6 separate regions of the Mus musculus genome follow, and all the other regions are linked to region 1. Evidence: chromatin contacts called from public HiChIP or PLAC-seq and promoter capture Hi-C data. All regions are on one chromosome and are shown on one strand. The core of a region is the stretch at or near the end of the contact, and the rest is flanking DNA. Distances in the headings are between cores, read along the strand shown.

The links. Promoter capture Hi-C pulls out the DNA fragments that hold promoters and counts their contacts. HiChIP or PLAC-seq counts read pairs in DNA pulled down with a chosen protein or histone mark. Capture Hi-C pulls out chosen DNA fragments and counts their contacts.
Region 2: a contact with region 1 is called in a FOXA1 HiChIP or PLAC-seq map of pancreatic cancer cells. The contact joins the promoter of Agfg2 here to the promoter of Slc12a9 in region 1. A contact is called at or near these places in 2 of 484 Hi-C or Micro-C datasets (liver and nephron progenitors) and 1 of 115 datasets of contacts at active chromatin or transcription factors (pancreatic cancer cells).
Region 3: a contact with region 1 is called in an H3K27ac HiChIP or PLAC-seq map of extraembryonic endoderm stem cells. The contact joins the enhancer-like site here to the promoter of Slc12a9 in region 1. A contact is called at or near these places in 3 of 39 promoter capture datasets (the C10 cell line, embryonic stem cells and hematopoietic stem and progenitor cells), 8 of 115 datasets of contacts at active chromatin or transcription factors (bone marrow-derived macrophages, craniofacial prominence, embryonic midbrain and 3 more) and 3 of 9 other capture datasets (adipose tissue, embryonic stem cells and pancreatic islet).
Region 4: a promoter capture Hi-C map of liver shows a contact between it and region 1. The contact joins the promoter of Lrch4 here to the promoter of Slc12a9 in region 1. A contact is called at or near these places in 15 of 39 promoter capture datasets (the 3T3-L1 cell line, 3T3-L1-derived adipocytes, the C10 cell line and 10 more), 1 of 484 Hi-C or Micro-C datasets (embryonic stem cells), 7 of 115 datasets of contacts at active chromatin or transcription factors (bone marrow-derived macrophages, embryonic stem cells, large pre-B cells and 3 more) and 1 of 9 other capture datasets (liver).
Region 5: a contact with region 1 is called in a promoter capture Hi-C map of hematopoietic stem and progenitor cells, with 2.2 times the contacts expected there. The contact joins the promoter of Ift22 here to the promoter of Slc12a9 in region 1. A contact is called at or near these places in 2 of 39 promoter capture datasets (hematopoietic stem and progenitor cells and neutrophils), 3 of 484 Hi-C or Micro-C datasets (CD4 T cells, CD8 T cells and LSK cells), 4 of 115 datasets of contacts at active chromatin or transcription factors (bone marrow-derived macrophages, embryonic forebrain, embryonic stem cells and 1 more) and 1 of 9 other capture datasets (liver).
Region 6: a contact with region 1 is called in a promoter capture Hi-C map of embryonic stem cells. The contact joins the promoter of Irs3 here to the promoter of Slc12a9 in region 1. A contact is called at or near these places in 16 of 39 promoter capture datasets (the 3T3-L1 cell line, 3T3-L1-derived adipocytes, the C10 cell line and 11 more), 8 of 484 Hi-C or Micro-C datasets (B cells, brown adipocytes, cortical neurons and 4 more), 11 of 115 datasets of contacts at active chromatin or transcription factors (the 230-238 cell line, the SCID.adh cell line, bone marrow-derived macrophages and 7 more) and 3 of 9 other capture datasets (adipose tissue, embryonic stem cells and liver).

Annotation. Positions count from the first base shown.
Region 1 is chr5:137,330,969-137,336,039 of GRCm38.p6, reverse strand. It overlaps Slc12a9 (solute carrier family 12 (potassium/chloride transporters), member 9), which reads left to right and starts at 2,458. Exons shown (of 14, transcript NM_031406.3): 1 at 2,458-2,592; 2 at 3,362-3,584; 3 at 3,780-3,914; 4 at 4,966-5,071. The coding sequence starts at 3,404.
Region 2 is chr5:137,682,538-137,687,152 of GRCm38.p6, reverse strand. It overlaps Agfg2 (ArfGAP with FG repeats 2), which reads left to right and starts at 2,400. Exons shown (of 12, transcript NM_178162.3): 1 at 2,400-2,794. The coding sequence starts at 2,574. It overlaps Gm15498 (a long non-coding RNA gene), which reads left to right. Exons shown (of 2, transcript XR_003956003.1): 2 at 1,512-1,768.
Region 3 is chr5:136,997,905-137,002,365 of GRCm38.p6, reverse strand. It overlaps the pseudogene Gm7284 and the pseudogene Gm26989. Among named protein-coding and RNA genes, the nearest start is that of Mir702, 8.7 kb to the right of the region's middle. Within about 2 kb of position 1,500, at least 14 of the 459 cell types and tissues checked have an H3K27ac peak or open chromatin away from gene starts, as enhancers often do. A contact at or near this core is called in embryonic stem cells and extraembryonic endoderm stem cells, where this site is marked.
Region 4 is chr5:137,626,621-137,631,587 of GRCm38.p6, reverse strand. Lrch4 (leucine-rich repeats and calponin homology (CH) domain containing 4) reads right to left here and starts at 2,465. Exons shown (of 18, transcript NM_146164.2): 1 at 2,162-2,465. The coding sequence starts at 2,381. It overlaps Gm20605 (predicted gene 20605), which reads right to left and starts at 2,465. Exons shown (of 22, transcript NR_033148.1): 1 at 2,162-2,465.
Region 5 is chr5:136,905,324-136,910,017 of GRCm38.p6, reverse strand. Ift22 (intraflagellar transport 22) reads right to left here and starts at 1,868. Exons shown (of 5, transcript NM_026073.3): 1 at 1,748-1,868. The coding sequence starts at 1,786.
Region 6 is chr5:137,643,098-137,647,759 of GRCm38.p6, reverse strand. Irs3 (insulin receptor substrate 3) reads left to right here and starts at 2,046. Exons shown (of 2, transcript NM_010571.3): 1 at 2,046-2,669; 2 at 3,016-4,662. The coding sequence starts at 2,240. The coding sequence ends at 4,073.

The sequences.
Region 1 (5,071 bases), core at 1,209-3,708:
GCAGAGAGGCAGAGAGGCAGAGAGGCAGAGAGGCAGAGAGGCAGAGGCAGAGAGGCAGAGGCAGAGAGGCAGAGAGGCAGAGGCAGAGAGGCAGAGGCAGAGGCAGAGGCAGAGAGGCAGAGAGGCAGAGGCAGAGAGGCAGAGAGGCAGAGGCAGAGAGGCAGAGGCAGAGGCAGAGAGGCAGAGGCAGAGGCAGAGGCAGAGGCAGAGGCAGAGGCAGAGGCAGAGGCAGAGGCAGAGAGGCAGAGGCAGAGGCTCTGAGTTTTAAGCCAGCCAATCTACAAAACAAGTTCCAAGTTCCAGAATAGGCAGGGCTACACAGAGGAACCTTGTCTTGAAAAATTGAGGGGGTGGGGGAGACACAACCAAGAAAGAAGAAGGCAGGCATGGTGGCAAGATAGCTATAATTCCAGCACTTGGGACGAGGAGGCAGGAAGCTTAGGAATTCATGGTTATCCACAGCTGTGCAGCCTGGGTTACTTAAGAGCCAGGCTCAAACAATCACACAAACTGCATAGTCAGAGTGGAGGGAGCTTTTAGAAATTAAAAAAAAAAAAAATCGCCAAATATTGTCTGAAACATGGGTAGCAGGGATGCCTGATTTATCCTTGGTAGAGCCACAGCAGGTGTGCCCATCTGTGTCCACATAAATTCATACGCACGAGGAAGCCTAGGTCACGTGTCTTTCTCAGTAACTTTCTACTTTATTTCTCTCACTGAACCTGGAGGTCACCAGTGCAGCTATGCTGAGCCCCAGGGATCCTCTTGTCTGCCTCCCCAGCATCCGGCTTATTCAGATTCCTTTACTTGAGCTCTGGGGATCAGAACTCGGGTCTTTGTGCTTCTAGGACAAGTGCTTTTGGTAACTTGGAGCCCCAGCCTCTTCTATGGGAATGTGAGACTCTATAACTGTGCTCATTCTGGAGGTCCAAATAACAGGGTGACCATGAATTGCTACGCTACATAAAAATTCAGAACATGTGGCTAAAGGTCTCCAAGGGGGACCAGTGAGATGGCTCAGTGGGGCACTTGCTGCTCTTGCAGAGTACCCAGATTCCGTTCCCATCACCTACATGGTGGTTGACAATCATCCGTACCTATACTCCCATGGGATCCAGCACCCCTTCTAACCTTTATGGCCACTAGGCACGCACGTGGTACACATACATACATGAGACAAAATACTCACATTTAAAAAAAAAATCTAAAGAAAAAAAGCTTCCCATCTTCAGTTCCCTAATCTAATACAACCACAGTAGTAGAACGTGCACTCACAGAATGGTTATGCATATTTAATACAATACCGTGTGAGGGGAAAAATGAATATGTATGTATTGGACTAAAGAGTCAATATGTTAAGGCTTCGTATGTACTATAGCATCACTTAGTGTGCTTGAGGCTCTGTGTTTAATCTCGGGGTGGGTGGGGGCAGTGCTCTTTTAGGAAAATAAATATTTGCATCAGGCTGTGCTGTTACTTATCTGTAATCCCAACACATGGGAGGTATAGGCAGGAGGATCAGAAACACGAAGTCTTCTTCAGCTATGTATTGAAATGGGGCTAGCCCGGTCTACATAAAGAGCGCCCCCACCCATGCCCCCTGCGAGTATACACGGTTAGTTCATCTCTCAACTGCTCTCCTTGAAGGGATGTCTTTTTTAAGTCCCGTTTTATAGATGAGGAAGCGTCGTTGGTAAGACCTGTAAGGGTTGAAGTTGGAGTTTTGGGGTCACAGATAAAGGATTTTTTTTTTCTTTTTTCGAGACAGGGTTTCTCTGTAGCCCTGGCTGTCCTGGAACGCACTCTGTAGACCAGGCTGGCCTTGAACTCAGAAATCCGCCTGCTTCTGCCTCCCAAGTGCTGGGATTAAAGGCATGCGCCACCACTGCCCAGCTCACAGTTACAGGATCTTAGGCACAAAAGCAAGCAGGGTTACCTGCTTATTTACCCGGACCTGAGTCGGGATGGAGGATCACGGCTCCCTCCCGTGGCCGAAGAGAAGAGCGCAGCCTGCGAGCTGAAACTGGACGAGGAGGGGGTCTCCTCTGAATGTGAAAGGGACCAGGCTGGAAGCCCGAGGCACTCTGGGTCTCCCGAGAAGCTGAAATAGTACGACTCCGGCAGGCGCCGACCGACGTCGCTCTCAGTTCCCAGGTGTGTACCTGAGTCAGGTGCCGCGGTTCCGCCCACTCCACTTTTCCGCAGTCGCCACGCGCCCCTTTCAGATATTCCTGGGGGCGTCCTGGAGCTCGGAGTGCAGTCAGACCCTCACCATGGGCATCTGCTAGCATCCTGGCAACGGGGGGCTCTGAGGATCGTGACCCACTACCTTGCAAAAGACACCCGAGACGCACGTGGAACGGTTTGGCTTGCAAGGCAGCGTACGAGAGTGTGGGCGGGGCTTGAGTGTAGACCACACCTTTGAGGCGGGGCTTGAATCGGGACCAATGGGACGCCTTGCTGGGGAGGGCAGGCTCCGGGCCTGACATCCCGGTAGCCCGCTTGCTTTTTCCGGCTCCCTCGCCCCCTCGGTTTATAGCGGAGCCCCACAGGCGCGCTGGGATCACACCGGAGCAGCTTCATTCCTAGGTGGTGAGTGAGCACCCTGCGGCACCCAGATGCAGGGTGCACTTGGCCGGCTGGAGCCAGATGCCTGTCCCCCCCGCCCCCCCCCAGGCATCCAGTTACTGAAGCAAGTGGACAAGAGCGGGTGGGTGGGGGAGGAGGACCCTGGGGATCCTGTGTGGCTGATGCTAGGCTGCCTGCATTTGTGTTTGGACAATTGATGGCTCTGTTTGGATTGATAGAGTTTGGAGGGCTCATTGTAGAGATTAGAAAAATCTGGTCAGGATTGAGATGGGTTGAGGGACAGGGGTGATACAAGGTGGAGCTTTGAGAGCTTTGAAAGTTTCTTATTGCCCATGTGTGAGGTGCTGTATTGAGGGTACTCGACAGGAGCAGCATAGGACTTGGGAGGAGGTGTTTACTGGTAATAGCTAACTTCCCTTTGAGGAGATCTTCTTCCCCTCTTGTTGCCAATTAAGGCGAGACCTATTTGACAAGGGGATCTGTGTCCCTTTCGCAGACTCACTGCTACCCCTAGTTTCAGAGGCACGGAGGATGACACGGTCCCTAAGAACTGAAAGGGACCCTGATTATTTAAACACCAGGGTCCGAGAGTGGGGAAGTTGCTGGGACAGTTTTGAGTTTCTGTGCCCTGTGTGTGTGTGTGTGTGTGTGTGTGTGTGTGTGTATCCTTTGCAACTCTCCTTTTGAGGAAACTGAGTGTTTAATTAGGGTTTTGTTTAGGGAGAGAGGGTCTGTGGTATTGCTATCCAGCCACTAAAACCTCTTTTTACAGGTCTCCTAGCCCTTTTGTGGCTTCCTCTGCTGGCGTTCAGCAATGGCCAGCGAGAGCTCCCCTCTTTTGGCCTACCGGCTTCTGGGGGAAGAGGGGGCTGCCTTCCCTCCCAATGGAGCTGGAGTATCTGGAGTGCCATCATCCCGCAAGCTCTCCACCTTCCTGGGTGTGGTGGTGCCCACGGTTCTGTCCATGTTTAGCATAGTCGTGTTTCTGAGGATTGGTGAGTAGAGGAGGGAATTATTGGGAAGGGGCTAAGGCTAGGGATGGACCCTAGTACATGTGGTCAGATGGAGGGTAAGGCCCCTTGAGGCCTTGTGTGTGGCTCTGCTGTGGGACTGTGCTGGCCAGTGGGATGGGGGGAAGGGGGAGAGGTATATAAGCATCCCTTGTGACCTGCTTTTCTCCCCCTGTGCAGGGTTCGTGGTGGGCCACGCTGGGCTGTTGCAGGCCTTGGCGATGCTACTGGTTGCCTACATCATTCTGGCACTAACAGTCCTCTCAGTGTGTGCCATTGCCACCAATGGAGCTGTGAGAGGGGGCGGAGCCTACTGTATCCTCCAACCTAGATGGACTGGGGTCTGGGTATTTCTGTCCTCCAAGGTTCAGGAGGGGAAAGGGGCCAATATCTTCTGTCTGAAAATAGGCCAAATGTTAATGAATATAGCCAGTAAAGGTGACCAGCACTCTTATCTTCATGCCTGGTCTCCTAACACTGTTAGCAGTTAGCGTTTTTTAAGCACAGAGTGTGTATGTAGCTCAGGGGTAGAGTGCTTGCCTAGCATGCATGGGTTCGATCCCCAGTCCTTCTCCCCCTCTAACAACAACAACCACAAAAAATTGCTCACTGATAGTCATTGTACAGATGAGGAAAGTGATACCAGGCATGGAAATGCAGGCCTCTCACCCTGGGTACCTGGGAGATGGAGGCAGGAGGATGAAAATCCCAAGAGTACCCTGGGTTACAGAATGAATTTGAGACCAGCCTGGGCAAAATAAAAAAATAAAGAGAGGGACATGATGAACCATGCCTCTAATGCTGAGGAGTTCTGGGTCATCCAACCCATAGTGAGTTGGAAGCCACCAGGGCTACTTGAGACCTTGTATCAAAAACACACAAAGTGGTGGCTGGAGAGATGGGTCAGGGGTTAAGTGTACTGGCTGCTCTTCCAGAGGGCCCGGGTTTGATTCCCAGCACCCATGTGGCAGCTCACAACTGTCTATAACTCCAGTTCCAGATGCTCCGGTCACCCTCACACAGACACACATGCAAGCAAAACACCAATGTACATGAAATGAATTCTTTTTTTTTTTTTTAAAAATTAAAAAACAAACAAAATAAAGAGTAAAAAGAGAGCAAGGGAGGCGCTCAGGGTAGAGGGCTTGCCTGACAAATGGGCTCATGTATCCTAGCGGGGAAATGGGGAAAGCTGTGCATTCTTAGGATTTATGCAGAGATTAGGACATAGGCACAGCATTGCTGGCAGCTGAGCTGATGCTTACAGGAAACCTGGATGTGAGGCAGCTGGGAGGTTGGCTTAGGGCCCCTTCCTCTATTTCAGTTTCTTTTCCCTTAACGCTCAATCTCCTGCTTCCACTTTTAGTCATGATCAGCAGGACTCTGGGGCCGGAGGTTGGTGGCAGCATTGGCCTCATGTTCTACCTGGCTAACGTCTGTGGCTGTGCCGTATCCCTGCTGGGACTGGTGGA
Region 2 (4,615 bases), core at 1,151-3,650, 350 kb before region 1:
GCCCCTTGTTTTCTTATTATTAAGCACCTTGGTTTTCTGTTTGTTTGCTTTTGGTGGTGGGGGCTGGAGGAGACAGAGTATCTTTACGTAGTCCTGTCTTGCTATGTAGACCAGGCTGCCCTGAAATTCACAGGGATCTACCTGCCTCTGCCTCCCATGTACTGGGATTAAATGTGTTTGCCACCATAAGAAACTCTTCACTGCCTTGTTTTCTGGGACAAGGTCCCTCATTTGAATCTGGGGTTCCCTGATTAAGCTAGGCTAGGCTGACTGGATGCGCCTGTCTCCTTCCCAGAAATGGGATTACCAGCATGTATCATGTAGCCTTTCACATGGGTCTCTTCACATAAAGTTCAGGTCTTCATGCTTGCACAGTGAGCACTTAACTGACTAAAGTACCAACTTAGGCTATGACTACCGTTTCCTCCACCCCCAATTATTGGTGTGTGTGTGTGTGTGTGTGTGTGTGTTGCTCTGATGGGGGGAGGCGGTTGCCACATGCATGCCAGTGTCCTGAAGACAGAAGTCATTGATCCCTTAGAGCTGGAGTAATAATGATTGTGAGTCATCCAGCGTGGGAACTGGGAACTAAGCTTGGATCCTTTGGAAGAGCAGCAAATGCTCCTAATTGCTGAGACATCTCTTCAGCTCCCACTGCAACATGCTGAAAAAAAAAAAAGTTTGCTTTCTACCTCCCACCCCCTATTGCTTGGGTTCTGTAGACTTAACTCCCCAAGGGCGAAGGGCCTTTTTCTTACCAGGAAAGCCACCAAGCCCTCCCCACCAGGCCACAGGAGCAATAGCAGAAGAGGGAGTCCCCGGGCTGCCTGTGCTCTTGCTGATTATGAGGGGAAATAGGGTTGTCACTCTCTGATATGGCCTGGGTGGAGTAGAGACAGGAGGAGGAAGCGCACCCTCTGGTTGCTCTTGCAGACCACACCCTGTAGCAAAAGACAGACTGGAAGCTATCAGAGTCTAGTGGTCACCCCAATTCCTGCCCATTTATTCACTTGTGGTGGGTAACATTTTAAGGGGTGAAGAAATAACCACTGGCTAAAGAGAAGCTGTGCAAGAAATGGCCAGCACAGGGAAATGCTGAACGCTGAACTCTGAAAATGTACAAGAGGCTTTTTTTTTGGTGGGGGTGGGGTGGGGGACAGGATTTCACTGTGTAATCCCCTGGAACTCACTACATAGACCAGGCTGGCCTAAAACTCACAGCGATCCACCTGCTTGGAATCCAAGGCATGCAGCCATGGTTTACATGAAGCAAAATGGTTCCTTTGCATGTGTACATGGGGACTTGGCATCACCACAGCTCAGGGGGAAGTACACTTGCAGCTATGACAACAATTAAGCAACCTCATCTAGCCCATGGGCTCCTGGGTACCAATAACTCAGAAACCTATCTCTCATCTGCCCGCATCCCATTGGCATGTCTGAAACCAAAGTCCTGACTTATGGTTGCCAGCATCCCTAAACCTGCTTATTCTCAGCCTTTCCTTTTCCAGGCAGTGACCGAGGATGACTCTGAAGTACCGCTACTGCTACCCCCACTTCCCAAATGCTGGAATTACTGGCCTGTGCCACCGCGCTGAGTTGTATGCAGTGCTGGGGGCTTGAACCTCGCGCTTAGTGCACTCTACCAGCTGAGATACATCCCTGGCCACGGAGCAGAGCTTTTAAAATCAAAAGACTCAGATTCAAATTCTGACTGAGCCACAAACCAGTTCTGTGATCCACTTCAACATGTTTTCTTGAATATTTTTTACATGCATTTATTTATTTGTGTGTGTGTGTGTGTGTGTGTGTGTGTGTGTACTCATGGAAATCAGAAGGCAGCTAGCTTATAGGAGTCGGTTTTCTTACAGGAGTGGGAATGAAGGTTAGTGGCAAACGCCGTTCATCCCTTCTGCATCCTACCTCAGGTTTTTAACTTGACTCTAAAGTGGGGGCTCTTTCTATGACTTGGATAAATAAAGTATCTTTTACAAAGCACTCCCCTTCTCTGTCTTTCCCTTTCTCCTCCAGCTCATCCTAGGGCAATTTCTTTCCGATTTTCTTGTCTCCTGGCTCAGCCTGGAACGAGCCTTTGAAATTTGGCGGGAATTAGTATCAATCCGGAGGATGAGCACTACGCACGCGCCGAACACCTCCTTTCTCTCGCACGCTAATTTTGCAACCTTAACAACCAATCAGAGTCAGCATAGGAGTCCGTGGCGAGAGGGGGCGGGGACAAGGAGGAGGGCACGCATTGTACTTGCAAGGTGGGGGTCTTTGTGAACCAATGGAAAAGACAGAAGGCCGGGTGGCAGTGGGGCGTGGTTCTGAAGGCTCCAGCAACCGGAGGCCGTCTCGAATCGAACCAATTAAAGCAAGGAGGTGGGGGGAGACTAGCCAATCAGCGTGCCGAACAGGACGAGGAAGGGGGCGGCAGAGTCTCTCGCGGTCGTGGTCGGGGCTGCAGGAGCTGGTGTCAGGGTTGCCGGGCGTGCGAAGGCGGCGGAGGCGGGAAAGGCAGCGAGCGGTTAAAGGGGAGCGACCGCTGACTTGCAGAGGAACCTGGAGGAGAGATGGTGATGGCGGCTAAGAAGGGCCCGGGCCCGGGTGGCGGGGTCGGAGGGAGCAAAGCGGAGGCTGAAGCCGCTTCGGAGGTGTGGTGCCGCCGAGTGCGGGAGCTGGGCGGCTGCAGCCAGGCCGGGAACCGCCACTGTTTCGAGTGCGCCCAGCGCGGGGTCACGTATGTGGACATCACCGTGGGCAGCTTCGTCTGCACCACCTGCTCCGGCCTCCTGTGAGTGGATCCGGGGGGGGGGGGGGGAACTGGGTTTGGTTCGGGTGAAGTGAGTCTGCAGGAGCTCGGGGCGATCCAGGAGGTCAGAGGGGTAGCCCCGGCATTGGATGTGGCGGTGGAAGGTCGCCTGCTGCAGAGGTGTGTCGTGGGGGAAAGGGAAAAAGCGCAGGGGGACAGAAGACGGGAGTGGAGTCGCGCTGCAGAGGGAGGGTGGGGGCTGTAGAAGGACACGAGGAGAGGATTGGAGAAACTCCCTGGGGGAGGCGAAGGCGAATTGCAGGTGGGGAGAGAGAAAGTGTGGAGGGACTGGGGTGGGGTGGGGGAGGGACTTAAAGGGCCAGAAATTGACATAGACCTTTAAAGGGAACTTTAGCTGGGGTTGCATTGTATCTCAGTTGGTAGAGTGCTTGCCTAGCACGCTCGGCGCCCTGAGTTTCCATCCACAGCACTGCATAAAACCCGAGTAGTGTGGTACACGCCTGTAATCCCAACACTGAGGGGGAGGTGATCAGGAGTTCAAGGCCAACCATGAGACCCTTGCCGCTCCACCAGGAGGGGAGCGGAGGGGAACGGGGTGGAAGGAGAAGGGAAAGAAATAGGGAAGTCGAGCCTAAGACAAAAGTACCCTAGAAGGGAATGGAAAATGCTCCACGCATTAGCCCAGGCTGACAGCCTAGAGTGGCAGGTATGAAGCCAGGGATCAGGTGCAGATCCTAATCTTTCAGGCTCTGGAATGCTAGCTAGAGGGTAGATGACTTACGAAATATACTAAGGGCAGAGAGCCAAAGGGTTATCCTGGCGGACAGCTTAGCTTTCCCGAAGAGATGAGGATCAGAATGGCATATTCTTTTCTTTTCCCCATTTCGTCCTCTGCCCCCGTTAAAGTTGCATTTGATTTCTTTACTTTGCACTGTAGGGACATGTAGGTTCCATGGCTTGTGTGGTTATCAGAGAATAACTTGTAGGAATCAGCAATTTCCTTCCACTACGTGTGGGGCCTGGGGATCAAACTCAGGTCAACAGGCATGGCTGTAAGCTCCCATACTTGCTGAGCTAGCTAGCTCACCAGTCCATTTTTTTTTTTTTTAATTTGTCTTGAGACGGGGTCTCATACAGTCCACGGTGACTTTTAATTCATGATGTAGCTAGGGGTGGCTTTGGAACTCAGAGTCCTCCTGCCTCTACCTCTGTAATGGCTGGGGTTACAGGCATGCTTTGGGGTCTTTCCTAAGTGTACTGCCGAGTCTCATCTGGTAAACTGTAAATTTGGGGAGCAGAGGCTTGGTTGTAAAATCCACAATGCTACCCTCAGCCCAGACCACCCCAGATTTCTAGTTATTTAGTAAGCTCCTTCTCCTTAGGAATTATTTGACTAACATTGGGTTCGAGATCTTTGGTTTTCTTAGGGACTCGTTTTTGTCTGGTTTTCTAGTATTTTAGTACACTGCTATTTTATTTATTTATTTATTTAATAAGGAAAGCTCTCCTGTTCTTATATGCATACCAGCCTGAAAAAAAAAAAAAAAACCAAGGAGTATTGTTCTTTTGCGACAGATGGGAGATCAAAAGTAGAAAGAGGTTTAGTAATTTACCCAGTGCCATATGGAGGATTCTGTTCCCAGCGTTTGTCATTTAGTACGAGCTAGGATTGTGGGGAGACCAGAAATGAAGATCCCGGTGTCCTAGGAGACCGTGTGGAACTATGTCTCTACTACATTGTCACCCTCTTCTTAAAATGTCTATGGTTTTATCGTTGTTGTTGTTTAAGACAGGGTCTCATGTGGTCTAAGCTAGCCTTGACTGTGTAGCTAAGAATGACTT
Region 3 (4,461 bases), core at 251-2,750, 330 kb after region 1:
CAGGCCCAGGGAATGATGCCGCCCACAGTGAGCTGGGTCTTCCTACATCAGTTAACAATCAAGACAATCTTCCACAAAACCACAGGCCAATCTGATCTGGGAAATCCCCCGATTGAGATTCCCTTCTCAGATGGCTCTAGGTTGTGCCACACAAGGCTCACCACTGAACATGAGGTATTCCCCATAGAGAGGAAGATAGCAGAGTCCAGCCAACATGGCTACCGGAGGCCCAAGCCTGGGAAAGAGCTGGGAGAAGGCCTTGCTGTCACTGGAAAATTACAAAAGATTCCTGTGCTCATGATCTCGTGGGGGTGGGCCCGGAGCATGTAGCTCCCGTCTGCAGGTAGCTCTTCGGTTTTCAGTAGCTTTGAGGTGTGTGGAAGATGTCAGGAGATAGAGGCACAGAATGCAGGATGAAGGCCAGGTAAGATTATTCAGCTTGTACAGAAGGTGCCAAGCCCGACCTCCCGAGCTCCACCCCTGAGACCCACATGACAGAAGGAGAAAATCGACTCTGACTGCTACATGCACTCTATAGCATGCACAAGCCCCTCCCCAGACCCCAAATAAATAAAGTGTAAATTAAAAAAAATTTTTAAAGATTTATTTATATATTGTATGTACCTGAGTACACCATTGCTCTCTTCAGACACACCAGAAGAGGGCATCAGATCTGTTACAGATGGCTGTGAGCCACCATGTGGTTGCTGGGAATTGAACTCAGGACCTCTGGAAGAGCAGTCAGTGCTCTTAAAACTACTGAGCCATCTCTCCAGCCCCTAAAAAAATTTTTTTTAACAATTTATTTATTTATTATATGTAAGTACACTGTAGCTGTCTTCAGACACCCCAGAAGAGGGCATCAGATTTCTTTACGGATGGTTGTGAGCCACCATGTGGTTGCTGGGATTTGAACTCAGGACCTTTTGAAGAGCAGTCAGTGCTCTTAACCACTGAGCCATCTAAAAAGTTAAATTAAAAACCAAGAATCCAAGATTACTGCTGGAAAGATGTGTCTTTACCTCACCAAAGTTCAAAGTTCAAGGTCCTAAGATGGGTCCCAGGGTTCAGGAGGTCACTCTTTCATGTCACCCCATGTCTGAGCTCAGGGACCCATCCAGTGCAGGCTCCAGGATGGAGGAAGGTGAGAAGGTGGCAGAGAAAAAGAAGACTGTCTTTCAAGAGTTTAAACTGGTTACCTTGATAGGGAACTACAAATTCTCCACGTTCTCACCCTTCAGCGCCTTCCGCCTGCATGCAGAGAGAGGGCAGGGCTGAAGTGTTGTTCTCAGGGAAAACTCCATCTTCCAGACTCAGGCAGATGGCTCAGGGGGCAAGCGTTTGCCAGGCAATCTGGGGACCTCAGATCCCCAGAACTCAGGTAACTGCCAAGTGGGCATGGACGCCTCCTGAAATTCTAGCCTCTGAAGCTGGAGAGAGGAATCCCAGGGCAAACCAGCTAGCAAGAACAGCCATATCAGTGTGCTCTGGGTTTGATTGAGAGGCCCTGTTTCAGTGCTCTGGGTTTGATTGAGAGGCCCTGTTTCACCCTGTTTCAGGGTGGAAAAGTGCTGGGCTCAACCTCAGGTCTCCAAGAGCAACAGGTGTGCACATGTGCAACACACATGAGCACACACACACCTGTACCCACACATATTTGAAAACAAAAACAAAACTGCATGCGCATGCACAAAACACAGACAAGAATCATCTCTAGTGAAGGGTGAAGAAAGGGCATGGCTGAAAAGGAAAGACGTAGGTTTTGTCATGCAGTCAGTCAATACAATCGGCTCCCTCCCCTCCACCCCTGCCAAAGAGCCTTGTGGTCTCCTCAGGCCCTTTCCTGGTGCCTGGTACCCACAAGGGTCATAGGTCAGCCATATGTCTTCTAATCCCCCTTTCCTAGTCCCCTTGTCTCTGGGCCCCCATGCCTGCCCCACCCCCACCCCTTTCCTGTCTCACCCATGAAGAGAAAAGTGAGCACTAACCAGTAGGTGCCTATCACTTTAAGTTGTTGCTTCTGAGGTATTTTCTGATGAGAGAGAAGGGAGGGGGCATGGGAACATCCAACCTAATGGCTCCCATTGCGCCACCAGGACTCCAGGGCCCGGGAAACAGACGGCGAAGGTTTGGGGACGTGAACTCCCAGGGAGCAGCTCACTTCTTTTTTTTTTTTTTTAATTAATTTATTTATTATATGTAAGTACACTGTAGCTGTCTCCAGACACTCCAGAAGAGGGCGTCAGATCTTGTTACAGATGGTTGTGAGCCACCATGTGGTTGCTGGGATTTGAACTCCAGACCTTCGGAAGAGCAGTCGGGTGCTCTTACCCACTGAGCCATCTCACCAGCCCAGCAGCTCACTTCTGAGGTGATCGGATGTTAGACATGGAGACCCAGAACTTTCTAGGCTCCTTTTTGGACTGACCTTTGAACTTCCTTGGTCAATGAGTCTGGGTAAGTTACTGGGAGGATCTTGGAATTGAGAAAGAGAGGGAAAGAGACTATAGAAAGGGGACAGTGCTCGCCTCCCTGGTGACTGAGGCATTAAGGTAGGGAAGCAGCTGGCTAGCCTGCCCACTGGCCACAGTCTCGGGCAATGGTGGGGACCTGAGACTTTGATCTCTAACATTCAGGCCAGGCAGGGCAGGAGGACCCTGACACACAGGCAAGTGCTTGCAATGCTGTCTGTTTGCAGGGAGTGGTCCTGGCTACTAGAATCAGTGAGGACAATGGGGCCCCCTGCCCCTGTGCCCTGTGGCTTATCTCTTTCTCCCCGCCCTCCCCAAACACAAAAACACACTTTTTTTTTTTTTTTTTTTTTTTTTTGGTTTTTCGAGACAGGGTTTCTCTGTGTAGTCCTGGCTGTCCTGGAACTCACTCTGTAAACCAGGCTGGCCTCCAACTCAGAAATCCGCCTGCCTCTGCCTCCCAAGTGCTGCGATTAAAGGCGTGGGCCACCACTTCCGGCTAAAACACACTTCTTGTCTGCTCCCACCTTTAATCATGTCCCCAATCCCACCCTGCAGTTTTTCAGGAAGGCCAGGACACAGGGACATGGACATCAGGACAAGGTGTTGATGAGCAGGGATCCTGTAGTGCATCTTGTGTTCTTCAAACAGCTGTGTGAGATGCTCTACATATAACTCGTGCAACTGGTCCACCTGTTCCTGGCTGGGCCTCGGGCTTCGCTGCACTGGAATTGGGGCGCCCACTGAGGAAGGAACATGAGGGAAGAAGACTGATTGCTGAGACATCCCACTAACCGGGGATCTGCCTGGACAGAGGTCGGGGCCTGCTCCGAGCAAGTGCCAGGCGTGTGAACCAGAAAGCTAGGATGTCGGGCTTTAAGGGAACAGTCCTCTCAGCTGGGAGATGATGAGACAGAGGTACATGGCTCACCAACAGTGTGGATGGGCACGCGGAACGGTATCAGGAGACCCAGGCGACCATGGAAGAGAGACAGAGCCACAGTCAGATTGTCTGAAGTGCCTCCTGTATCCTCCGTACCCAGGAGCCTAGCGGGTTGGGAAACTGCTGGAAGAGGTCATTCTCTCCAAAGGAGAAGACAGGCATGAGAGAGGCCCTGGAGGAACAGGAACAGACACGCACGTGGCTGACGGGGCCTGAAGATACAGGCTCACATTCCTCTCATGCAGGGCAGCTCCGATGGATACGCCCCTGCCGCCACCCGCCCACTCCTCACCCGTGTTCCAGTGATAACTTAATGAATCCTTTCTGATTCCGGAGCCGCAAGCTCACTGTTCCAGGCTTTGCCGCCAAAGCCTCCAGGAGACCTCCCACAGCCAGAACGGCCACCTGGCCACCCTCAGGGTGGGACAAGAGATAGGAAGCGCTAGCCTTGTCAGAAGAAACTAAACCTAGGTGGGAAGGGCAAAGGCTAGACACCACCAAGATAGAGGTAAGCTCAGGAGCTCCCCACCCCCACCCCCACCCCGGGATAAGAGGGACACGGTGACATCAGTGCCCTGATCTTCCTTACCACTGGTCATAATGCAATCTCGGAAGAGAGGCATTTGGAACCAACATGGTAGCGTGAGTAGATGTGGCTTGAGACCCGGAAAGAGGCAGAAGAGGCCTGTGGCCTCTGTACGGAAGTTGCCCCAACAACCAGGACCCCATGAGGATGAAAACCAAAAAGGCAGTTTTGGGATGGATCCAACTCAGCTGTTTTAACGAGCGAGAGAGCAGAGACTATAAATGTATCCCATTTCCCAGTGAGAAATGGCCTTGGAGACAGGAGAGGGTTGGCCACATTTAGCTATTTTAGAGCCCCGTGCATCCAGCAACCCAGCGCACCTTCTGGGACCTCTCACCGTGATGGGAAAGTCATCTCGGAAATACTTCCAGTTGCGGACCCAGGCAGACTGGCGACCCCTCATCCTGGGTATGTGTCAGTCTCGATAAAGCCAGAGCAGGTAGAGAACCACAAGGGTCCAA
Region 4 (4,967 bases), core at 1,216-3,715, 300 kb before region 1:
CCTGCAAACTGCTTTCTCGTCTTTGCTCCTGCCCCACTGAACACAGACTGAGCTGATATGGGAAGAACAGTTCCGGAGACGGTGGGAGGCCCGCATCTGGTCCTCCACCCATGCCCAACACCTGCCTCTTCCCTTTGTGCTCACAAATGCATAAGTGTTATGCATGCATGCATAGGAGTGCAGACCAAACTGGGATTGGGTAAAGAGTAGAGGAGCAGAAGTCAGGGGCGGAAGCAGCCCAGGCTGGAGGAGGCAGGGCTCAGGGGCACAGGATGTGGTCTGTGGGAGAGTGATCGACACTTCTCCTTTGCTAGAACTTGCCCTGCCCCAACCCAGGTCTCTACTAGCAGGTCACGGGAACACAATCCTTGGTTCCCTCCACGGAGGGAACATTCAGGAAAGACAGCGAGCAGGAGACACACTAACCCAGCAGCACAATGCTGAAGCACTTAGTCTAGGTTGGAGGGTAAGGGGAGGCAGAGGACAGGGCACCAGGCAATTCTGGGTTTCTGTCATACACACACGCCCTCCCAGGCTAGGAGCTCCCAGCTTGGAGCGAGAAGACAGAGGACGATGGCTGGACATAATGGAACCCACCTGCCTAGAACCTGGGCTCCAACAAGACTGGAGAAGGCAGAGAGGGGATTTCCCACTTCAGCACACAGTGAGCCTGCACCCGGGGGAGCCCTAGCTGCACCCTGGGCCGGAATGTTGAAGGAGGAGATTGGGTTGGGGCAGGAGCTAGGAGGGGCTGGGAGGGCTTGGTAGTTTTCCCAAGAGTCCACTCACTGAGACAGAGCCCTGAGGAAGTAAAGAAAAACATTTGGTCTTGGTCACAAAACAAGCAAGAGGGGGAGGGGAAAGGGAACAGACGGCCAGTGTCACACAGCTGCTGAGGTCAATCTGGAGCTGGGGGGCTGGGGGGACCTAGGAGGGGTAAGCATGGCTCCTGGGGCTCACCCATTCCCAGGACTCATTCAACTGTGTAGGGAAAAAGCATTTAAAAACAGAGAGATTTAAACTTTTTCTCTCCAGAGCTGTAAGAGGAGATTGTGCCCCAGCCAGCCTGGTACAATTGCAGGTGGGCAGGAACCTACTGGAGCAATGTGTTCTTTGATCCAGCTTGATCCAGCCCTGGACCAGATGAGAGGAGCAGAAGGGGCCCTAACACTCCAGCCCAGACTGGGGTGGGGCTCCCGGAATGTAGCCCTCTGTTGTGATTCCCCGCCCTCAGCTGCCAGCCCAAGTTCATAGGCTGCCTCCTAAGCAGCCTGACTCACCTGTCATAGTACAGTCCCCAGTGCCTGGCCATAGCAGACCCAAGGGTAGAGTGTCCATGATTAGTGGGATCCCAAACACACACACACCAGGGTGGGGTGGACATGATTAGAGGGGTCCTGAGGGCAGGGACTGGAGAGTCTCCAGGAGGTCAGCACTCCTAGCTAAGAGATACAATGTCCTTCCTTTCAGCAAGCTGCCTCAAGTTTCTCCCCTAAGGGGAAAGCAGAATTGTAGGGTTCCTATGAGATCACAAACTCCACAGTGACCTCATAAAACCAGGAAGAAGAGAAAGGGGATAGGGGGATAATGGGTGGAAAGTTAAGGGCGAGAGATTCACTTCTTTCACATAGATAGGCTGGGGTGGACGGCGGAGAGGGGCTGGGACTTGGGGAGACTACGGAAAAGCAAGCAGAAACGTCGGGTTGTTAGGAGCGACCCTTTAGGAAAGAGATAACGGGGCTTGTTGGGATTGTGGTGGACGGGTGAGAAAGACGTTGGAAACGACTAAAAGGGTGAAAATGTAGCGATTAATGATAGATTCTACATGGAAGTTTGCTTTAAGGGTTGATCAGATCTAGGGTTGAAGAAGCCAACCAGGTGAGGGGCGGGACCATGCTACAGGTGCGCAATATGCAAATAAAGGGGAAGAGTCTCCTAGAGCTCGGCCAAAAGTGTTCTGTGCACTCTTGAAGCGAACTCATTGTCCAGTGGTTCTTACACAGGGGAGGGGAGGTCGCGGGCTCAATGCCAATCCCAAGGGGCGAGCGTTCAAGACTGCCAGGTGAAGGGGTGGGCCCAATCGAACGCGAGGCGGGGCTATGCAAATGAGGGTCGCAGTCCAGTATGGGTCCCCTGCTCTCTGGGCACCAGCGCAACTCACCAGCCTGGGTGATGTCTGACAAGTCGTAACTGCGGGCCGCGCCCCGGGGGAAGTGCTTCAAACGCCGGTTGGACAAGTTCAGGGTCCCGGTGGCCACAGCCTCCTCTAGGGCTCGTTCTGCGCTACGGCTCCCAGGTAGACCAGGAGACCCTGGCAAGGACACTGAAGCTGCAGCTTCCTCACCCCCGGCGGCGAGTGGGCCCGCTACTGCTGCCGCCATCCGCTCTCGGCGGCTCCCCCTGCCTGACTGACGGCACCGGCCGGCCCTTCTCGCCCTTCCCCCTCCTCGGAGCCGCCGTAGTCCCCACTGAAGGGAGGAAGCGAGGGTCAGGAACTCCGCGGACCAATCATGAACCAGAGACGCGTTAGAAGTGCCCAATCAGAAAACGGCAGGGGGTGGAGCCTCTCAATTCTAGATTACACTGAGGGAAGGGAGGGGTGAAGAGGAGCACCCCGCCAACGGCCGCGGTTCCTGGTCGGCCCGCCCCGCGCAGCGACATCCAATCACAACTCTCGAGGCTGGAGATGGAGCCAATGAGACCCGCCCAGGAGGCGGGGACTACAGGTCTCAACTTTAGGGTATTAGAGACCCAGAGACCACAAACCTGCTTTTTCAACCAAGACCAATTGCAATCTAGATTCAGGCGAGTGACTGTGAAGAAGACCAATTAGAACCTACAAAAGGAACCTGTCCCGGCCTCTTCTCTGAGGGACGGTTCTGCCTACCAATAGCATGGGCTAGGAGGTGCTCCATTCGCTAGACAGAAGGAGGTGGGTGAGCTAGAATTTTTGAGACGCAGGTAAAGATCGTAAAAGGCGCGCGCTGGGCGGCCTGACAGTGCAGGGTTAGGGTTGGGTACTAGCTGTGCTTACTGGGGAGCAAACCAGCATCCGAGAAGTGAGGAAGGGCGAGGGATGCCCCACTCAGCACTCAGGCTGTTGTCTCAACAGAAGGGACCATTTCCTCCTGCGCAGTCTTGAGTCCCTAATGGGAATGCTGGGGATGACCGGTGAGGGGGTTTCCAGTTCAGAGAGGGAAAGTCGTCAGACCTGCCAAAGTCCCCCTGGAGAAGACTTGTGATGGCCAGACCAAACTTTAGAGACTACGAAGGATCTCATGGCCTCTAGAACAAGATCTTTGGGGGTTTTTTGTTTGTTGCTTTTCCGAGACAGGATTTATTTCTCCGTGTAGCCCTGGCTGTTCTGAAACTTGCTCTGTAGACCAGGCTGGCCTTGAACTCAAGAGCTCCTCCTGCCTGTGTCTCCCGAATGCTGGGACTAAAGGCGTGCATCATCACCGCCCGGCTAAGACCTCGGGTTTTTTATAAATGAGGAAAGGGAAGCTGGACAAATCTCAGACCTCCAGTAGAACTCCCCCACACATACTTTCATAACAGACTTTGTCTATTGGAAACCTCTTATTTGAAGCTGGGTGTGGTGGCATGAGCCTGTCGTGACAGTTCTTAAAAAGAGGAGGCAGAAGGATCGGGACTTCGAGGTCAATTCCAGGCAAGCCTGGACTACATAACTCCAAACTAACCTTTTTTAAAAACAAAAACAAACAAACAAACAAACAAACAAACAAAAAAACCCCAGAAAACTTCTTGAGATACAGGAAGGAGTCCCAGATGTGAGAGATAATAGTAAAAGAATATTTTTTTTTCCTTTGAGATTTGCTTTTAGAAGAATGTTAGCGTTTAATGAACCTCCCTGTGTGGCTTCTAGTCATTAGAAAACAGGCATCCCAACACCCTTAATCGCCTCGGCTCTTCCAAGGTTAATCCTGTGGTGAGGCATGCCACTAAGCATCCCCCTTCCCTCTTGGGTGCCTCCACAGCTTACCAATGTGGCTGTAGCTGTGGCTAACATGGCCCCATAATTTCAGTCTTTTTTTCTCAATGTGGGTGGCATGGTGACCTAAAGGAAAAGAGGGAGACTGGCTTTCAGAGACAAGGTCTCCTATAGTTCTAGCTGGCCTCTAACTGGTGATGTAGCTAGGAGTGACCATGAACAACTCCTGACTGTTACCACCTCTCAAGTGCTGGGATTATAGGTGTGCACCCTCATGCAGGGCTCGATTAGAGAGCTTAAAATCTTGTGTAGTGACAGAAGACCACGTCTGCTTTCCGTGTTGCCTGACCACCAGTAACTGAAGTTGCTCTCTCATCTCTGGTCATTCCTGCTATACTGATATGCCTAGACACTAAAGTATTAGAGACTGGGGGCTGGAGAGTGAGTTTAGCTGGCCAATAATGTATATTGGTCTACTTCTGTTCTAAGCACCCAAGAGAGTGGCTCACAACAGCTTGGATCTCCTGCTCCTGGCCTCCCAGGGTTCTCTTCTAGCCACCACAGGCATTGGTCTCACAGGCACGTCCCTCCACCCGTACACACAGGCATACACAATTAAAAAGGAGTCTGGGGAGAGAGATCTGAGAAGCTGTGAGCACTTGCTGCTCTTGCAGAGGACCCAGATGGTATTCACAGCAGCCACATGGCAGTTCACAGCCGTCTGAAACTCCCAGTTCCATGGCATCCAGGCATTTATATGGTACTCATACATGCACGAAACACACACACACAAAGTAAATCTTTTTTTTTTTTTTTTTTGGTTTTTGAGACAGGGTTTCTTTGTATAGCCCTGGCTGTCCTGGAACTCACTTTGTAGACCAGGCTGGCCTCGAACTCAGAAATCTGCCTGCCTCTGCCTCCCGAGTGCTGGGATTAAAGGCGTGTGCCACCACGCCCGGCTAAGTAAATATTTAAAAAAAAAAAAAAGTTGGATGTAGCAATGCACTCCTTTAGT
Region 5 (4,694 bases), core at 619-3,118, 430 kb after region 1:
TCAGGAGGTCAAGGTCATTCGAAGCTCCATGAGATCCTGCTTCAGAAAAAGCCCAGACCACCAAGTAACCAAAGACACAGCGCTCTCTGCAATTATACTCTCTTCTCCAAGCTGCTTGCTTTAAGGTAAGGACTTATTATGTAGCTCAGGCTGGGAACCAAGCTTCCTGCCTCAGGCTTGAAAATGATGAAGCGTTGTGTATATCACCAACCGCAGATCTGTAACAGTCTGCAAACTTTCTCCAAACCACAACCATGCTCTCCATTTTATTTTATATATTTATTATATATATTTATTTATTTATTTATTTATTTACTATTATATACAGGGTTTCACTATGTAGCCCTGGCTGGCCCATTGATTAGGCTGACCCTCAACTCAGATTTACCTGTTTCTGCCTCTTGGTGCTGGAATTAAACGCACGCACCATTATGTCCAGGCCGTGTGAGGGTCTGTGCATATTGAGTGCCTGTACCCACAGAGGCCAGAGGTGTCAGGTCTCCTGGCACTGGAACCTAAAGGCAATTGTGAGCCAGCTGGCGTGGGTTCTGGAAACCGAACTCAGCTCTCTCTGCGAGAGCAGTATGTGTTCTTAGTCACCAAGCTGTCTTTCCAGCCCCTCCTTTCTTTTAAGCCTTCTCCTCCTCTCTGCCCCAGGCTAGACTCAACACTCCTATATGGTCCAGACTGGTCTCAAACTTGTGGCAACCCTGAGTGTCTTGTATGCTGAGGTGTCAGGCCTGCGCCACACATGGCTCAATCCTCCTTTGCTTCTGTGCATACTTAGCAACTTCTTTCTCTGACAGGTTTCACGTATCCCAGGCCGGCTTCAGACTTGCTATTGTAGCCCGGGCTGTGGCCTTGAACTGTCAATCATCGTGCCTCTCTACCTTCCAAACCCTGAAACTGAGGCATGTACCACCATGAATGTTTTATATGAAGAGGATTGAACCCCGGGATTCCTGTATGCTAGGCAAACATCCTATCACCCAGCTCTACCCCAGCCTCCTAACTTAGGATTAAAAACATATCTTCACCATATAGTCACCTATGAATGTACATTGGTTCTCATGTTTGGTCCATCAGCCAATAACCTCAGATGAAGATCACATTATTAAGCTAACCTTCTGAGCTGGGACCCAAGGATTTGAACTTTAACCATGTAGGTAATTCCCGAATTCTACTATCTATCTATCTATCTATCTATCTATCTATCTATCTAATTTTGTTATCGGAGACATGTCACATTGTAGCTCAGGCTGTCCCAGAACTCAATACATAGCCCAGGCTGGCCTTAAACTTGTGATCACTCCTCCACTGCCTGCTGAGTCCTGGTATTATTACAGGCATGGGACACTGCACCCAGCTTCCTTCTACAGTTAACTTATTTGCATGTTTAGTTTCGGTCCATCTGAACTTTAATTCGGTGAATCACATATAGAGTGACTTCCTCATATTAATAACCACTTGCTCCAAGTCCCTATATTGAAAATATCTAGTTTTCTAATCTCATGGACACATTCCTTTTGCACGGAAGGTTCGGAGGGGAAGTCATGAGGCGCCCCTTATTTCCGCTGCCCTTGAGACCTGGGTACCTCAATATTCTCCTCCACTACTTGGGAGGGGTGAACTGGATGAAGGCCTGGTCACGGTAGCGCCAGCTGCCGCCCTCAGTGGGGTTGCTGGTACAAAGTTGCACCTCCTGAGAACAACCCCAGTTCTAGGGAGCCCCCGAGCCCTGAGTTACCTCGCAGGGGCCCACGAAGAGGATCTTAGCCTTCAGCATCGCTGTCCGTTAACACGAACCCGCGGAAGCCCACCACCAAAGCGCGCTAAGCTCCCCGCCGCGTCCGCCAGTCTGGGCCGCATGCTCTGATTGGCTGGTCAGTTTCCACGGCGACCGGGAACAGCTGCGCAGTAGCCCAGGAAACCCTGACAGTTCCGGGAGCCTGGAAAAGTGGCCTACGATGGAAGCTGAGGAGGACCAAAAGAGAAAAGGCAAAGCTGGTCCTGCTAACTGCAACCTGAGCGTTCTGGAAGGGGTACAAGAGCCAGGCTCCAACCTGCTTTATTTCTCCCGGTCTTCCTGAACGCTCCATAGATTAAGGGAGCTGCTAAACTTGCCTGGAAAACAGTACTGTGATTTTGGTTTTCTTTTATTTCCGCGGTGGATGCTGGAGATTGAACTCAGGTGGTCATCAATCCTAGGAAAGCGCTCTGTCATTGACACCATATCCCCAGTCCAACTCGCATGTAGACCTGCTGGCCTCAAACTCAAAGATATCCACCTGCCTTTGCCCCCCCAACTTTAATACCATTGAAGGCATGTGTCACCACTCTCGACTCCCAACTTTTTTTTCAATTTAAAAGGTTATATCTATCAATCAATCATCATCTATCTGCGTGTATGTGTGTCCGCCATGATACATATGTGAAGATCAGAGGACAAGCCATAGGACTCAGTTTTCTTCTCCCACCACCATTTCAGGCTTGGTGGTTCCGGCCGTTACCTGATGAGTCACTTTGCAGCCCTGTCATTATTTATTTTGATGCTGAGATTGTTCTTGGCGGCGGAGAAGCTTCTCCAAACCAGTGTGTGTGTTCTTTTGACATTTCGGTCATTCTCTGAGTTTTTTCATATTAAAAACAAAAAAAAAAAAAAAAAAAAAAATCAAAACCTACGCGCGCGTGTGGACACACACACACACACACACATACACACACGTATACAAAAGTGCAGGTGGTTGTGGAAGCCAGAAGGAAGTGCCCTGGAGCTAGAGTTATGGAAGTTCAGTTGCCCAAAATGGATGCTGGAAACCAAAGTCGGGGCTCCTCTGAGAGCAGTCAGTGCTTTAAACTCCGAGCCATCTCCCCAGCCCCGGCTTTCATACTTTTAAGCACCATTATATTAATCGCGGGTGGTTAATTTTATTGCTCTTGTTCCAGAGTGGCAATGTATTACATACATTCTTTCGCATGCATTGAAAAAAAAAATTTAGGGCTGGTGAGATGGCTCAGTGGGTAAGAGCACCCGACTGCTTTTCCGAAGGTCCAGAGTTCAAATCCCAGCAACCACATGGTGGCTCACAACCATCCGTAACAAGATCTGACTCCCTCTTCTGGAGTGTCTGAAGACAGCTATAGTGTACTTACATATAATAAATAAATAAATAAAAAAGAAAAAAGAAAAAAAATTTAAAAGTTTCAAAAGACAAGAGACCCCCTCAGGAAAATTATTTCTTTACAACAACCTGGAAAATTTGAAGGGAACTTTGTGTTCCTGCCTCTGACTTTCGGCATGAAACACACTTAGGTCCCCGGCCCGAGCTGTAGGAGAAGTTGGTGTCAGGTCATTGGGCAGCATATATTCAGAGATGGGACTGCTTGCCCTTTCGCACCTCAAGTTTCCTTTTCAGATGAGAGAGAAACTACACAGTGTGTTTCCCCTTACCAGGTAAATTCCTATAGAGTAGTGTGCATATATGCATGTGCGTGTCTCTCTGTGATCCTGTGGAGGACAGAGGTTGGCTTTGTATATTTCCCTATCAATTTCTACCCTTCTCCTCCTCCTCTTCCTCCTCCTTCCCCTCCTCTCCCTCCTCCTCCTCCTAAGTCTCTTATTGAACTTGGAGCTCACTGTTTCAGCTAGATTGCCAGCTCCCTGGCATCCCCTTGCCTCTTCCCCCTCCAGTGCCGCCACTAGGCTTTTATGTGGGTGCCAGGGATTAGAACTCAAATCCTCATGCTTGTACAGGAAATCTCTACAATCTCTAGAGTCATGTTTTCATCTGTGCCTAAGCTAGTACTCGGAGATAAAGTGTGTGGTTTGACTTTAAGGAACAGAAAAGAAACTAACAATGGAAGGAGGCTGTGTCCAACTTGATAGCAGTAAGGAAGCTGGACCACAGGCTTTGTCCAATACCCCAGCTTCCTCCCTCTCCCCCTTCTTTCTGTTTGTGTGTGTTCATGTACGTGTGTACATATGCTTGTGTATGTGTGTGCCCATGACGATACATATACATGTACGTTTGCACACATGCATATATACAGTGCACAGAGCCAGGGTAGATTTCTGGTGTCTTCTATTGCTTTCTGCCCTATTTTTCAAGATCTTTTATTTTATTTGTATGGGTCTGTCTGTGCATCATTTGCATGCAGTATCCGAGCAGACCAGAAGAGGGCGGCAGATTTCCCCCTGGAAGTGAAATTACAGCTAGTTTGTGAACTGCCTGTCATTCGGTCGTGCTGGGAATCAAATCCTGGTCCTCTGGAAGAACAGCCAGTGTGTTTAACTCTTGTGTGATCTCTCGATTCCTTTCACCTTAAGTCTCTTACTGAACAGGGAGCTATTTCTGCTATTTCTGCTACCTTGCCTGATCAGCAAGCTCCTCTTCCTGTCACTTCCTCCCCAGTCCTGAGACAAAGGATGCTTGCCACTGCCTGGCTTTTACATGGGCACTAGGATAGAACTCAAGTCCTCATGCTTGTGTAGCAAGCACTACCACTGGGCATGTCCCCAGTCCTCCCATCTCCCCTCTTATGTGCAGAAATGCACTGTCTCCTTTGTGTGCAGGGATGGCTTGCCTCTGGCTGGTTCAGAGCGAGCCTGGGCTGCTTGATTGAGCCTGGCTGTTTATTTGTTACATCGGGAAGAAGTTGCAGTGTATTCCATCCTTTAACATTCTAGAAAAAGT
Region 6 (4,662 bases), core at 797-3,296, 310 kb before region 1:
GCAGTTTATAACCAGACAGGCAATGGTGGTGCATACCTTTAAGACCAGCACTCCCTTGGGAGGCAGGGGTAGTCAGATCTCTGAGTGCCTCTAAAGGGGGTTCCAGGACAGCCAGGACTTCACAAAGAAACCTGACTGGGGCGGGGACGGATTCCAACCCAGCTTCATACTGCAGTGATTTCTCTAGGATTCAGGATCACAAATGGGTCATAGACCTCTGCTGCTTGGGCTGCCCCTGAACTATGCTGAGAAGACGACCGACCCAGGTTGTCTTGGTTCTGTTTACCTGTTACATGGGTCCCTTACCTAAGGGAGCCCCTCCCCCAAGTCCCCTACCAGGGTCTCAGGGCTTGGCCTTTTCTTCTCTGTATACCGTTATCTTTCCCCACATGGATTTTGCTGGCCACGACATTAGGGCATTGGCAGGTCTGCTAAGGTACCATGACTTGTCAACTAAGCTTTGTCAGAATGTGTCACACCACTCCCCACCCCCATGTGACCCTAATGTAGAGAAACAAAATATCCAAGGGGCTGGGGACGTAGTCTAATTAGAAACGTGCTTGCTGTGCAGATCCAATGGCCCCAATTTGATCATCAGAACCCACATGGAAAGTAGAATCCCAGTCCATCACAACCCCAGCACTTCTAGAGCAAGCTAGAAGACTACAACAGGACACGACTCGGAAGGCAGAGGCAGGCAGCTCTCTGAGTCCCAGGACAGCCAGAGCTACAGAGAAACCCTGCCTAAAAAAATAATGGCCACTACTATCTTTAAATGCCTGGGGTACACAGTGCGGCAGCAGAGAGAGTCCCTGCTTCAAAAAGGTGGAAGGCTAGCCGGGCATGGTGGTGCACGCCTTTGATCCCAGCACTTGGGGGGCAGAGGCAGGCGGATTTCTGAGTTCGAGGCCAGCCTGGTCTACAAAGTGAGTTCCAGGACAGCCAGGGCGATACAGAGAAACCCTGTCTCGAAAAAACAAAAACAAACAAACAAAAAAAGGTAGAAGGTGAGGACCCACTTCCAAAAGCTGACCTCTGACCACATGCAGGGGACAGCCTGTACAACACACGTACTATTTTCCAAGCTGGGTGTGGTAGCATGCACTGTAACCTCAGGCAGGGGAAGTGGAGTCAGACATATGATAGGCCTGAGGCCTTCCAGGCCTGCAAATCGAACCTACTAGACAAGTTCTAGTGAGCCTGTCTCAAAAACAAGAGGGATCGCTCTTGAGGAATACGAGAGGTTGTCTTCCAGCCTCCAATAAGCATGTGCATTTGTGGCCTATGATCTCCAGCCCCACCCAAACCTCTCAGGATACACGGGCTCACCAGGACGTCTGCCACAGGATCCCAGCTCCTGTGACCACAGCCACCATCAGGTTCAAGTTGGCATTTGGCTGGTGGTCAGGGGCACTTTGAGGAAGGTGTCTCTGAGAGACTAAGTCCTCTTTCACACATCCTTCAGTGGACATTTGCATGCGTGGGAATCTGGAGAGGGTGGGGGTGCGGTTGGTTACCAGAGACCAATCTAGTTTGGTTTTCCTATCCTGGGGTATCCATCAACCCAAACTCAGATAGCTCAGAAGCAAAGACACAAAGATCATCTCTGGGTAGGAAAGGAAAGAACACTGAGGACCTATACAACTAGAGGCTCAGTTCGGAGGCTCCTCCCTGGAGAACTGCCGCTATCAGGATGGCCCGCTAGGCCAGGCCACTCTTCTAATTACTAGTGCCATCACTGCTAACCACAGCCGCTTCTTCTGCACCCTGGCTTTCTGGCTTTCGAGATTGCCCCGGGCTGCCTCTGGCGGTACTCCTCCACCCCCACATCCAGTCAGCTGATTGGTAGAGATGCCCCCCCTCACTCCCCGCCCCTGTGAAAGTTTGGTCCCAGCGGTGCAGGGCTCCTACTCTAGCCTATGAATCCTAAACTCAAATTCCTGCACTCGGGCGTGGGAGGGTTAACTTGAAGGGGTGGAGATTCCAACAAGGAGGCTGACCCAGCTAGGTCAGCCTCCCTTAGACCTAGGAGTCCTGGTGTCACTGGCCACTGGGACACACGCACTCCTGTGTACAGGCTCCTTGTTCACTCCAAGTCAGGAGAGGGCGTGGAGAGATGCAGGGCAGCTAGGCCGGCTGCAGTTTCCCAGGGCTACTTGTTCCAAGCGGGTGGTAGCTCAGGGGGCCAGACCCATTCAAATCAGTCCTTCTGGGGACAGTTTACTGTCTTTGGCTGGAAATGAAGCCTGCAGGTACGGGCCCCACAGTCTCCTCCGGGGGCGAGTGCACCGACGTGTCCCTCGGCTCACCGTTTCCTTGGCCCTGCCTGCCCGACGTGCGGCTCTGTGGCCATCTGAGGAAGCAGAAGTCCCAGCGCCGCCGCTTTTTCGTGCTGCGCGCTGACCCACCACGCCTGGAGTGCTACGAGAGCGAGAAGAAGTTCTTGGCCAGCGGCTGCCGCCCACCTAGACCCCGGCGTACCGTTAGCCTGGAGGGTGCCTGCACTATTAGCAAGCGCGCGGATGCCCGTCAGCGCCACCTGATCGTCATCTATACCAGCGACAGCAGCCTGGGCGTGGCGGCGGCCAGCGAAGCAGAGCAGCAAGCATGGTACAGCGCCCTGCTCGAGGTGCGCGCCACCGCCGCAGCCGCTGCTGCTACTGCTATGGGTGAGCCTTGGGTGAGCGACGGGGAGGTCAGGGGGTTGCCGACTTAGTTTATCTTGAACCCATTTCCCTCAGATCAACTGAGGTTTAAATCTTTTTTATTTTCGAGACAGGGTTTCTCTGTGTAGCCCTGGCTGTCCTGGAACTCACTCTGTAGACCAGGCTGGCCTCGAACTCAGAAATTCGCCTCCCAAGTGCTGGAATTAAAGGTGTGCGCCACCACGCCCGGCCTGAGGTTCAAATCTTAAGCTAAAAAAAAAAAAAAAAAAAAGACGTATAAAACGTCTTGGTCACCTGGGACCCGGTGACCCCAACCCCTGCCTCCCGGTGACTTGCCAATTCTCTCCAGGTTTCAGTCCCCAAGAGGCCCCTGAGTCTTGGATCTTCGCCCCATTCCAGGACGTCTGGCCTGTGACACTGCGGTCCAAGGGGCTGGGGAGAGCACAAGGCCTGAGCAGCGGCAGCTATCGCCTGTGCCTGGGTTCTGGGGCCCTGAGCCTCCTGCGAAAGCCTGGAAGCAAAGGTTCCAGAGACAGCCGGGCAACGCCACCACCAGTCCTGCGCTTGTCCTTGCTCAGTGTGCGCCGCTGTGGCCACGCAGACTCTTTTTTCTTCCTGGAACTCGGGCGCTCAGCGCCCATTGGTCCTGGTGAGCTCTGGCTGCAGGCTCCTGATGCAGTGGTGGCCCAAAGCATTCATGAGACAGTCCTGGCTGCCATGAAGCGGCTGGGGAGCAATGCAGCTGGCAAAGCTGAGCCACCGCCACAGGGAAATCCTCCAAAGAGTGTTCCTGCAGCTCCTACCCCGACACCATATGAAATCCCTGCATCGGCAGCACAAGCAAGAAGCCCCAGTGAGCGAGCAAAGCAGGACTACTTCAAGCCCCTGGAAAGGATGGGGTCAACACACTCCTACAAGGGACTAGATCTGGGCGGGAACTACATCACCATGGGAGTCAGGAATGACTATGTCCACATGGGGGGAGGAGAAGCAGGTGACTATATGTGGATGGCGCCCCCAGGCCTTCCTCCCACCCCTGCCAGGGCAGATCCTAATAAGCAGCTCGAGGATTGTGAGAGCACAGAGTATGTGCCCATGAATAGATTTTTACCTGGGCCTTTTTACTACGAGCTCAAGGCCAGGGAGTCTGAACTTGGGCATCCGGGTGCCCATTGTAGCCTTAGAGACAGATGGAGACCCACAGTGGCTCAGCCCCGCTCTTCCCAAGGGTCAGAGCTCTCTGGGGACTACATGTCCATCCCCGACTATGTAGGAACGGACAGTGCTAGGCTGGGGTCTCTGGACAGCTGCCTCAACTATGTGGACCTGGACCTGGTCCCTCCCCTGGAGGTTCCTGGAGCAGCCCCAGGGAAGAGTCCACATAGCTATGCCAGCATCAAGTTCTAGAACTTTTGGGAGGTAGTCAGGTGAGGAGACCCAGGCATTGGTCAGGGAAGAGAGGAAAAGAAGAGACCTTAGTACTGTTCAGCTCAGCTCCTGCACACAGGACCCAGGAACCCTGAGGCCACCATGAGCTGCTCTGCTGCCCCCTTGCCTGCTCTGTTCCTTCCAGCTGTACCACCTAGGAAGCCCTCAGGAAGCCATGCTCGAGGAACCAGACTCTTCAGAGAAAACACTAGAACTTCTCTCTGCCCTGCCAGCCCTCCCCCCACTCGCAATCCAAGCAACAAACAAATAAAACCCTTCTCAGATGAATGCCCACAGAATCAGTCTCAGGCTAGCTGTGGCCCAAGCCTGGATGAAGACTCTCATCCTGGTTTGGGACAGCTCTGTCCCCTCACATGTTGGCAGCTAGATGTCATTGTGTCTCCTCAGCCAAAACATTATCCTAACCCTGTTTTTTTTCAAGCCAGAGCGGAATTCCTAAGGCTCAGAAACAATGGGAGGAGCATCAGGGATCATGACGGTGCTCCTCAAGCAGCCAGTGCTCCCCAAGCAGCCAGTCCTCACCTGACCTTTCTCTGGGCCCAGCAGA